Linked DNA regions of Mus musculus: region 1 is linked to region 2. Evidence: chromatin contacts called from public promoter capture Hi-C data. All regions are on one chromosome and are shown on one strand. Each heading gives the region's core, a stretch centred on a gene start, on an enhancer-like site or on the middle of the called end of the contact. The rest is flanking DNA. Distances are from core to core; before and after follow the strand shown. Region 1 holds the start of Sectm1b (secreted and transmembrane 1B). Region 2 holds the start of Rac3 (Rac family small GTPase 3).

Evidence for each region. Capture Hi-C pulls out chosen DNA fragments and counts their contacts.
Region 1: a promoter capture Hi-C map of liver shows a contact between it and region 2, with 4 times the contacts expected there. The contact joins the promoter of Sectm1b here to the promoter of Rac3 in region 2. A contact is called at or near these places in 1 of 39 promoter capture datasets (embryonic stem cells), 1 of 15 datasets of contacts at CTCF or cohesin (embryonic stem cells), 9 of 484 Hi-C or Micro-C datasets (CD8 T cells, the G1E-ER4 cell line, the MNK3 cell line and 4 more), 3 of 115 datasets of contacts at active chromatin or transcription factors (embryonic stem cells, fibro-adipogenic progenitors and pancreatic cancer cells) and 2 of 9 other capture datasets (adipose tissue and liver).

Annotation. Positions count from the first base shown.
Region 1 is chr11:121,062,153-121,064,852 of GRCm38.p6, forward strand. Sectm1b (secreted and transmembrane 1B) reads right to left here and starts at 1,417. Exons shown (of 5, transcript NM_026907.3): 1 at 1,365-1,417; 2 at 1,044-1,151.
Region 2 is chr11:120,720,069-120,722,768 of GRCm38.p6, forward strand. It overlaps Rac3 (Rac family small GTPase 3), which reads left to right and starts at 1,400. Exons shown (of 6, transcript NM_133223.4): 1 at 1,400-1,573; 2 at 2,163-2,234; 3 at 2,441-2,558. The coding sequence starts at 1,539. It overlaps Lrrc45 (leucine rich repeat containing 45), which reads left to right. Exons shown (of 18, transcript NM_153545.2): 16 at 1-39; 17 at 118-265; 18 at 550-1,060. The coding sequence ends at 746.

The DNA.
Region 1 (2,700 bases), core at 167-2,666, 340 kb after region 2:
CTATAACAGGACCTCTTTACTTAAGTCAACAGAATGACCAGAAGTAGGCTGAATCTGTGTCCACCTTGCTTGCATCTGTGTTCTTTTGGCTCCAGCTCATGATCAGCTCTGCATATAAGTATGGCAGTTACTCAAGGAGCCTTTGTCTAACGCCCATGAACTCCTCATGGCTGAGGAGACAAAGAACGGGAGTCTCTGAAGCATCTGTTGGCTTTCGTAGTGTCATGTTCCAGATCCCCCCGAAATGCATGAAAAGTCTCTAGTCATTGTTCTTAGTTTGCAGTGATCCAGGGTGTCAGAATAACATTCTCACAGATCCCTTAACACAGTCACCCCAGCAGGAGGAGCCACCTTTTCGGAACCCCATTATCCCTCAACCAGGACTTATTGGCAGCACCCTATCAGAACTGAGATAGTGATCAACCAGACTACGCTGTGACCAGGACTTCTTAACGATGTAGACCCTTCCCACTCCTCTATTTAAGCCCAAAGCTCATGTTAGTACCTTAAAGATGGGTTGACAGACTTTGTTGCCATTCTTGCCCAAGGACTGTGTGGGTTAAGTCCCTTCCCTGTATTTTTATTTGATTCCTTAGGGGAGATCTCTGTTTCAGGACTCAGCTGGCACAGCCAACATGGTATGTCACCTTTCTGACACTCCCTTCCCAATGCCTTTGCTGGATCTCCTGATGGAAATGATGCCATGACCTATGTCCACCAGTTATGAGTGCTGAGCCCCAAAGGAGATAGAAGCAGATCTGACCCCATCCCATGCAACACAATGGCCTTCAGCTCAGCTGGGAGTTGCATGCATGGAGCCTCAAGGATTTTGCAGAAGAAAGTCACAAGAAGAACCTTCAACCCCACAGCCAGACGTTGGCTTCTACTTATGTTAAGATGAGACCCAAACAACAGGACCCACACAGGTCACTGACTGAGCATAACATAGAGTCTTGATTCTCTGAGTGACCAGCCTCAGAAATTCACCCGTGTCAACTGCAGCTCACCTGTGTGCACCAAATCCCTCCCCCTGGCTTACGTACTCATGATCAGATGACAAGAAAGAATGCTCTGTTCTCTTCTTCCCATTCAGTTCACACCGAAGAACCCAGCTGCTGCACCTGCTCCTCCTGGAGCTTGGTGGGAGGCACCTGGAGAGACACAGATCCACTCTGCTCCTGATGTCCAGGGTGCCTGGACACTCCTCAGCCTCACCTTTACTCTGGACAAATCACTGAGACACAGGCATCCAATAAACAGAGGGTCCCAGAGAGGCTGCAGCCAGGGACACCCTGCCTGAGGGTCTCACCCCACATGCTTTAGAGCCCCAACACTCTGGGTGCCACCTCCCCTCCAGTTCTCACCTGCATGTGTGCTCCAGCTTCTTACCTGCTTCTCTGGCAATGAACTCTGGTGTAGCCCTTGCTGAGCTCATCCTGACCTGAGGGCGTGTCAGGGAGGAGGCGGTCCAAGTACCACCCGTTCTCATACCCAAGGGACTGCATTAATCCAGGAAGAAAACAAACTTCGGGAAAGAGTGTCATTTGCAGGAACTACCCTGAGTCCACACAACAGTGATGAGTTTCTGAGTGACTCCTTCATTAAAACATTTTAATTGAAAGCGGCTTTTAGCTACTTGCCTTAGGAGCACGGGAAGAAAGTCTAGGCTTTTCCTAGGCTAGTCATGGCTGCGGTCAGTGTTTGATTCAGGGCTCAGGGACTGCTCATTTAGGGGGACTTGTCTCCCTGCATGGGACATCACAGGCAAGAAGACTCTGGGCAACCACACAGGGAAAGGCAGGAGCCTAGTGCCCACACTGGACACAGTGCATGGGCTCCACATTCACAGGGTTCCCAGATATCCCTAGTGCCAACGTTAGAGAGAGGATCAGATAACCATGATCCCATGATTGTAGTATCCCTCCGGCAAGGCTTAGGCTACCAGACCGGAGGTAGGGGTCCTTGGGATGGTGGGGCAAGGATGTCCTGTGGTAAGGAATCTTGAAGGGCAGCTAAAGGTTCCGTGTCTCACCCCAAACATTAAAACACCTTTGTTGTCTCAGTGAAAACTCACCGTGAAAGTGAAACTAGGTGATTTGTTTTGAAACCACAAGGCAGGGACAACAACATTACAAGTCTTTCCCAGTGACAGTTCCAACTCTGAGGTCAGTGTCTACAGGTGATGATGCAGCTTAGCCTTCTGGAGAGTCTGTGTGCAAAAATCCCACCCCGGTGTGTACACGGTCTCAGTGTGTATACAGTCCTGCTGTGGTCTCACTGGCAGACACAGCTGCTTGTGTCCTAGCTCCACTAGGAGTCACCTTCTGCACATTCTCTGATCAGAAGTTGTGACATCTCCTGTCTCACCCACAGAGTTTTCAGAGATTTATGCTCCAAGGTCACTCTCAATTTCCTCAGCAGGATCTGCTGAGAATTTAGGAGTGCTGGGTATCTATTTCCTGTTGTCCTCTGTCCTCTGTGGCTTAATCCTATTTTTAATTTCTCTCTCTCTCTTTCTCTCCCTCTCTCCCCCCTCTCTCTCTCTTCCCCCTCTCTCCCCCTCCCTCCTTCTTCCCCTCCCTCCCATCTTCTCCCCTCCCCTTTGTGTGTGTGTGTCCTACCTTAGGCACTATTCACAGTTTTGAAGCAGGGTCTTTTGTTGGCCTGGCTTTCACCAGGTATGCCAGTGAGTCTGAGAGA
Region 2 (2,700 bases), core at 150-2,649:
ATGGAGGGGCAGCAGCGGCGTCTGGAGGAGCTGCAACAGGTAGCCTGGCATCAAGGGGCACAGACACCAGGAGTTTGCATCCAGGCCATGATCTCACCCTCCCCAACCCCATCCCAGGAGCTGATCAACAAAGACCAAGAAAAAGTGGCCGAAGTGGCCAGGGTCAGAGTAGAGCTGCAGGAACAGATGGGCCGTATGCAGGCTGACCTGGTGGCCCAGGAGGCGCTGAGAGAGAAGGTGGCAGCCCTGGAGCGTCAAATGAAAGGTTAGCACATGTCACCTGGGCAGCTGAGTTTGGCGGGGGTAAAAGTGGGGGAATTTCCTTTCTAAAGACCCAGCCCCCCCCCCCCCCCTTTTTGAGACAGGGTTTCTCTGTGTAGCCCTGGCTGCCCTATAACTCACTCTGTAGACCAGGCTGGCCTTCGAACTCAGATCTGCCTGCCTCTGCCTTCCAAGAGCTATTATTATTAAAGGTGTGCCGCACCACCTCATGGCTGCAGGAAGGCAAGACACCTACTACCCCCTCCTTATTGAGTCTCTCTCTTGCAGTGATCGGGAGTGAACACCGGGAGGCGCTGTTGGACAGAGAGAGTGAGAACGCATCTCTCCGAGAGAAGCTGCGGCTCAAAGAGGCAGAAATCTCCCGTATCCGGGACGAAGAGGCCCAGAGGGCAAGCTTCCTGCAAAACGCTGTCTTGGCTTACGTGCAGGGGTCCCCTCTGAGAGCCTTGAGTCCCCCTAAATGAAGGGAAGCGGGAGAACCGAAGCGCCCAGCGAGGGTAGAAATGCTGCATCCCATTCTCAAGGGCAGGCCCGGGGTCCAAAAAGCATCAGCTGCAGTTGCAGGGCAGGGTTCTGTCAACATCGGTGCTCAGCGGCACACCTGCCGGTCCAAGGGACTTCATCCACAGTTCACCGTTAGCATAGGCGCGATGAAGCATACAGGATCGCGCTCAGACAACCCGGTCCCAGAACCACAAACAGGACAGGACAGCGGTGGGAGGAAGCAGACTCCCCAATGGCAGGGTGGAAATACAGAACTTTTGTACTTGGTGATAAATTCTCGTCCAGTTCCTTTCTGCACCAGTTGCCCCAACCGCGAAAATGACTACTGGGTCACTCTGATTGCTCTCAGGCAACTAGGAAGGCCACCTCTGTAGTGGGTCGTAGACACGAGGGTTTCTCGGCTGCAGGGTGGGCTGGTGTCCCTGTTAAGCATCAGTCTCGGCCGCCCCGGCGCATCCATTTCTGTGGCGTCGCCAACCTGAGCTACACCGTGGCACGTCCTTGTTCCTGGGTGCGGACCCTCAGCCTGAGCCTTCGGGGTCCAAGGACTGGCTGGGGCTCCGCCCCCGCCGCAGCTCGCCCCTTGCCCCGCCCCGCCTGCGCGCACTCGGCTGTCTTCGCACCCGACACTCGGCGGTGCTCGGCTGTCTCCGGCCGCTCGCTCGGCGTTCGGGTCCGCGGCCGCTGCGGCGCCGGGCATTTCTCCGCAGCTCGGCTCGCGGCCGCGCCCGCCGCCGCCCGGCCCCGCGCCCATGCAGGCCATCAAGTGCGTGGTGGTTGGCGATGGGTGAGTGCGCTGTCCCGAGCCGCAGGGGCGGAGGGGCTGGTAGGCGGCTACGGGGTGCGGCTCGGCGGGGCGGGGCAGACAGACGCGCGGGGTCCAGGCGAGGCAGCTCTGCCGCGCCCCCACCACAGCTCGGCCGCGTGCGTCCAGGGACTGATGGGGTGGGGTCAAGCTGAAGCTATCCACTTCTTCCAGCCCGGGCACACCTGATGCTGCCCGGCCTCTGCCCGGTGCTCTCAGTGGGTGGGGCGGGGGCCTCACCTGTGCTGATTCCTGGGTGGCTCCACCCTCGCGCCAGCCACCCAAGGTGCTGGAGCTCTGACGCCCCTGTGCGTTGCGGCGTGCCCTATCCAGGGTTGTGAGCCCTTGCAGCCGCGCCCACTACTGTGCTCCCTCGTAGGCTAGCCTGCTCTGGTCGTTTTCTATTAGTCCCAGGTGGCCGCAGATTTACCGAGCTACGACCTATCCACCCCACCCCAGTCACCCAAAGTAACCTCTAGCTCTGTAGGAGCGTGCTGTCCTTGCCGGGGGTGGGGGAAGAAGGGGCGGAGGCTCGGTCCTTGATCCACGTGGGCTGAACCTCTTTCTACAGTGCCGTGGGGAAGACGTGCCTGCTGATCAGCTACACGACCAACGCCTTCCCAGGAGAATATATCCCCACAGTGTGAGTGCATGGGGATCGGGAGGTAGCCGGGGCTGGCCACTAGAGGCCAGGCACACGTGCATGGGACCTCCCAAGGTTCCAGGGCTGGTTCAAGTGACCCTGGTTCTGGGTTTCCGTGGTGAGGTGGGGTGCTGGCCAGAGTTTGGGTTCTGTCTGGGCACCAGTAGCCTGGCATCCCTGCCCAGCCTAGCCTTTCTACTTCGCAGTTTCGACAACTACTCAGCCAACGTGATGGTGGATGGGAAGCCAGTTAACCTGGGGCTGTGGGACACTGCTGGCCAGGAAGACTACGATAGGCTTCGGCCACTCTCCTATCCTCAAACAGTAGGCGGCAAGAGGGCCGACTCTGGGAGTGGGGTGGTTCCCAAAATGGAGTGGGGAGCTAGCCTTGGAACTAGCCTCGAACTCTGGGTGTAGGGTGGTTCCTGAATGGAATGGGGAGCTAGCCTTGTCTACCTGCAAGGAC